Linked DNA regions of Xenopus laevis: region 1 is linked to region 2. Evidence: chromatin contacts called from public Hi-C data. All regions are on one chromosome and are shown on one strand. Each heading gives the region's core, a stretch centred on a gene start, on an enhancer-like site or on the middle of the called end of the contact. The rest is flanking DNA. Distances are from core to core; before and after follow the strand shown. Region 1 holds the start of arhgap10.S (Rho GTPase activating protein 10 S homeolog). Region 2 overlaps arhgap10.S (Rho GTPase activating protein 10 S homeolog).

Region 1 (2,802 bases), core at 127-2,626, 36 kb before region 2:
GACTACAACCCACACCCTCTATAGCTACTTGGAATGCTGGGATTTGTAGTCCTGGGGATAAATGTATATGTCTGTCTGTGCAGGGTTCTAATATTGCTGAACTACAACTGCTAGTAGCGCTGTCCTGTCTGCAACTCCAGTTCTACATCCCAGAAGTCTCCCACTCAGGCAGGGTTGCCAGGTCTAATTTCAAAACCAGCCAAAATCAGCTACAAAACCAGGCCAAAACTAGCAGAGAGGCACTTCAAAAGTAGCCCAAAAATAGCACAATATGTGCAATGGAAAAAAAAGTCTAAAAAAACCCCAAATTAAAATATGTGAAAATACGCCTTTTTCACAAAATTTTCCAGGAAGCAAAATGTGACAGATTCGTCCATCACCAGGGAGTAACTACAGAGGTGGCCTAGGAGGTATAGGGGTCCCATAAGGCCCTAATACATATACAATTTCAATAAATATTGGTAAAACCGGTCAACCTCTAGACATTTTGGTGGCCAAGAGATTTTTTGCCCCAAAATTGTCTATAATTGAGGAAAGTCACTGGAGAATACGAAGACGGAAAGGGAGACTGGGGTACAGAGTCCAAAATCTGGTAACCCTTGACTTCTACACAAGTCAGTCCCATTGCATGCTGGGTATTGTAGTCTTACATTAAATTTGCCAGTGGGCATATTGTTAAACATAAACTGCATTACCCAACATGCATTGGGAGACACAGGCTTGGCACATTAGGGCAACAAAAAACTTCAGCTGGTTTCCAAAGTACAAATAGGGTTGCCACCTGGCCGGTAATTTACCGGCCTGGCCGATAAAAATGATGGTTGATCCCAATGTTATTAATAGGGAAAAAAGATAAATGTATAGGAAGGCCGGTATTTTTTTCGAGAAAAGGTGGCAACCCTAAATACAAACCAGCCAAAGGCCCAAAAAGTTGCCCAAATCTGTACCTTGGCTAGTTTGTACTTTCAAACCCATCTGGGCTTTAAATTAGTAGCCCAATTTGTCTGGAAACCCGCCAACCCTGTGGCACGAGTAGGGGGTGGGGATCTCTTGTTACTTTGGGCACTTTTTCTTTTTAAAGAGACAGAGGCGTCCGTAGCGTATAAGGGACACGTGTCACAAATCATAGAATACAATTGGTCTTTAAGAGTTTAGTGGACTTGGTTCGGATGAAAGCGGAGCTGTGACTGGTTGTTGTGCCTTGGAACACGCGGCTGTCAGCACCGAACTGAGCCCCAAAATGGTAAGTTGAAGAGCCGGCATTATGAGGGCGGGGTCTGTGCTGAGGAATGTGTGTGTGTCAGTGCTGTGGCTCATGCCATGTGCAGATATTGCTGAAGGGATACACACACACACACACACAGACAGACACACACACAGTATGATGGAACGCTCCCGCGCCTGCACTGCCGAGTCGGGGACCCCCGCTGAGACACCGCTCTGATTCCCATGCTCGCCCTTAGGATCCCGTGGGAAGACTCTCCCAGTTCATCTCCTCCTCCTTTTCTTGCAAGTGATCTGTGCCGCCAGGCTGCCTATCCGTTTGCTTGTGCTTCGCATGCCTATTAAGGGATTTGTCAGGGAGAGCGGATCGGAGCCTGGGGGATTGGAATCATGGGGCTGCAGCCCTTGGAGTTCAGTGACTGTTACCTGGACAGCCCTTGGCTGAGGGAGAGGATCCGAGCCCATGAGGCGGAGCTGGACAGAACCAACAGGTTTATTAAAGACTTGCTCAAGGATGGCAAGAACCTCATTGCCGCTACTAAGAGTAAGTCTCTTGTGTGTGTGTGTAGTTTTGGCCTGTTTTATTGTCACATTGTGTAGTTTTCTGCTGCCCCAGGAACAACAACATGACAAGGGAATTAATAACATATCGCTCTGCTAATGACTGAACAGCTAAAAACATTGCTACTTGTCTCATCTCCCTCTCTCTCTAGCTGGGAAAAGTTTCCCCAACTGCTTGTTGTGCTACAAGTCACAGCAGCCCCCACACTTGCATGTTGTACTCCAACACCTGGACTCTAACACTGGGAGCACTTTGTCTGTTTTCTCCTTGTCAGTAGACTTGGCTGGTGCCCCTTCCCCCATAGACTGACTGGAGAACACAATTCCTCATTCTAATCCCATTGTGTAAGAATGTGTGGAAGCTGCAGCCGGCCAGCCACATAAGCGCTAGTCAGATTTAAACGCACACAAAGACTGTCGTGTATATTTATACCATGCACAAGAGTATCCTCCTAAATGATCTGTTTATAAACAGTGATGTCATCCGTTGTAATCCATGCTTAGTGATGTCAGTGGTGTCACGTGACTTACTCAAACTTGTGTGTTATAAAAAAACAATGTTTAAAGTATTCAAGTCACCATAGAGATAAAAGCACTTAGTCTTCAGAATCTTGCTTTATATGGCTATGAAACTCCTCTGTGACTTATAATATCCTTACATTTTACTATAAAGGCCATACACGGGCAGATTAAAGCTTTAGACCAATTTGGCAGTTTATCTCCCTGTGTGTGGGGGCTCCCGACGGGTCCTCCTGATCGATATCAGGCCAAAAATCAGCCAGATATTGATCGGTCAAGTTTGATTTTTTTTTTCTGCAATCAAGGACGGCATCAGCTAGTTGATGCAGTCCTGTGACCCATCGGCGCCCAATTGCAGCATTGTAATCCCATCATTTGGCCCCACCCGTTATCCCCCAGCCGCATATTGGGTTAAGATCCGCTTGTTTGGCGACCTCGTCAAACAAGTGGATCTAATAGTGTATGTCCACCTTTAGGCATACATTATTCACAAAATAT
Region 2 (2,700 bases), core at 108-2,607:
GACCAATATCCAAGTCTTCTGCCGATATTGGTCGGCTCATTTCCCACCATACACGCACCGAATATCGTACGTAAATTTGTTTTGTACGATATTATCTGGGCGTCTATGGCCACCTTTAGGGTTTACTTACAATTTCCCTGCAGCGGTAGGGCATGCAGTAATGACAGGGCCCTGTTGCAGTCTGTGTCTTCAGCTACTTCCTAACTTGTGCACAAGTAGAGGGCAGGAGGGAGGACACCTATGGGCCCATATAGTGCAAGGCTGGAAGTCCGTATGCAGAAAACAGGCACACTGTGTACTTTTGTAATTTCCACACTGTCTAGTTGGTTAAAATGTATTTTATTTTGAATAAAACAGACACTTGTATACATCATTTAAAGAAAAACATTTGAGGATGTCATATTTCCTTATAAAGTTATTGGTACTTTATTGTCAGTGTAATAGTTTTTGAAATGAAGCAAGAAATGACAGCGCTGTCATCCTAATCTGATGTTAGTGAGTTCTGCAGAAAAAACTCTGCTTATCATTGTAAAGGATGAGAGGAAAAACTAACAATAGAAAAATAATAGCAATGCATTTCCACACAGCTGATTTGTTTTTATCATAAAAGTTTAATATTTAAAGAAAAACACGAACTCTCCTCCTGCCTTTCTGTTTTCACTGACAGCTTTCAGCACATTGGAGGCCAAACTAAAGAATGGTAGAGTTATCTTGTATGAGCTATGGCACGCACACATTAATGTTTTTCTTGGCTCATTTCACTTTCCCCAGAGATTTTTTTCCCCCCAAATTATGATTTTTTTTCCAAAAGAAAAAATGTATGAGAAAATGGCTGAGCGGTGCCTCTGTGACCTTTTAAGCAAAGGGCACTTAACAGGGGAAGAATATGTATTTCTCAAACAATTTGTTCTTATTGTGGTTTATGGTTATTTCAGTACACATTGAAGCTGTTAATTTGATATATACAGCACATTTTTATCAGGTCATAGCCATAACTTGTACCATTGGTGGGACTGTAGAGTTAGACAGCTTACTTTTTCATCTTGCCGTACTTTATCATCTGACTTTCAGCTTGTGTTTTTAGCTTAATTCCAGATGCCATTTTTAATGGACTTGAAGAAAAAAGATAAATATAAGCAAGAATATTATTAGGAACCTTGAATACGTGCAATGTATTTGAGAAAAACTGCAAAAAAGTTGCAAGAAAAAAGCATGAGGTTAAAGATGGTCTTTTTCTTTAGACGTCCCCAGGAATTATTTCAAGCAACTTTATTTACAGTATTTCCCACATGTGGGGCTGCTACTGCCTGAGGCAGTGGCCCAGATGCTGACCCCCCTCTGCACTTAAAAATCAGCATCTGAATGGTTCAAAGGGGGGGCAACATTAGTACAATAAGCGTAATGGCACTCTCTGCACTAGCAGAGACATTTCTGGGTTAGATTTGACTCTTAAAGTTACAAGAGGTGGCTTTTTTCCACCCCTTGTAATTTGCTACTCGCTGTTGCCTGAGGCAAGGTTCTCACCTAGCCTAATGGTAGGAGCGGCCCTGTCCCAGATTATTTAAAATGATAGATTTTCAGCCTCATTGAGGCTTCTTAAATAAATTAGTGCTTCAGTTAAAAAAAAATATGCTCTAGAGGAAGTACCAGCTTGCCCAAGCGAGTTGCATGTTCATCTCAGATGAATCTACTTGGGGGTTCTGCTAGAGCTGTCACTGAACTCTGCTGGGTTTAGGCACTCAATAGTAATTTAAAGGCAGAGGGTCAAAGGGCCCCAATGTAGTTTACAATCTCAAGTCCCATTCAAATGTGAACAGGCCAATCTGGAGCCAATTAATCTGTCTCTATGTTTTTGTAGTTTGGGATCAGTCACAACACCGGATTAACACATAAACTCCTTGCATAAAGTGTACAGCTTCAACCAGGAACCCAAAGCTGCACTGCTCTACTGCTCTACTCTACGTCAGGGAAACTGTCACTAAAGAACTTGAATTTTTCAGTAAATGGTTAAATAGTTTCTCTTTTTATGCTACAACATATATTGCTATGACTATGGTCTTTCTGTAAAAGAGAAACTGTGCCGTTTATGATGTTACATGTTTATTGGCTTATATTCAGATTCCATTTCTGATCTCATTGCTTTCCTCCCAGAGCCTGTTTTTCTATAGAAGGTTCAGATAATGACAAAGACAAAATCTGTATGGTGGGAGCTTTGAGGAGAAAGTGATTTGTTGATTACGGCTGACTAGGTCAGATGCATAAATGTCCAGATTTGAAATCTTGAACTTTGGTTGGTATATAGTGTATATGGCAGATGGGAAAATCTTCCCAAAATGTGCGCACAATTTCTTGCACTTCTGACTCAACAACAAATATACACCAAATCTGAAGAAATGAGAATTTTCAAGTTACAAAGTATGCGTTAAATCTTCTCTTAAGCCTAGCAGTCGCCTGGTAACATGCCTTATTTTGTCCATATGTAGCGTCAGTGCTGTGCAGAAACCTTTTCCTTTAGTTCTTAGGAATGTTAAACGTATTCGTTTAAAGGGTATGACATGAAATGCAAAATGTATTCTGAAACCTCAATTCCTATTTTTTTTTGTACTTTAGGCAGATGTCCAAGTTGAACAGAATCGGCAGCATTTTTATCAATTATCGCTCGAATATGTCTGTAAACTTCAGGAAATCCAGGAGCGGAAA

Evidence for each region. A called contact is a pair of places that touch in the nucleus more often than the background predicts.
Region 1: a Hi-C map of the XL177 cell line shows a contact between it and region 2, with 3 times the contacts expected there. The contact joins the promoter of arhgap10.S here to the enhancer-like site in region 2. A contact is called at or near these places in 2 of 4 Hi-C or Micro-C datasets (the XL177 cell line and the XTC cell line).

What each region holds. Positions count from the first base shown.
Region 1 is chr1S:46,279,154-46,281,955 of Xenopus_laevis_v10.1, reverse strand. arhgap10.S (Rho GTPase activating protein 10 S homeolog) reads left to right here and starts at 1,376. Exons shown (of 23, transcript NM_001093142.1): 1 at 1,376-1,768. The coding sequence starts at 1,615.
Region 2 is chr1S:46,243,083-46,245,782 of Xenopus_laevis_v10.1, reverse strand. It overlaps arhgap10.S (Rho GTPase activating protein 10 S homeolog), which reads left to right. Exons shown (of 23, transcript NM_001093142.1): 6 at 2,611-2,700. Among protein-coding and RNA genes, the nearest start is that of arhgap10.S, 36 kb to the left of the region's middle. Within about 2 kb of position 1,357, at least 2 of the 7 cell types and tissues checked have an H3K27ac peak or open chromatin away from gene starts, as enhancers often do.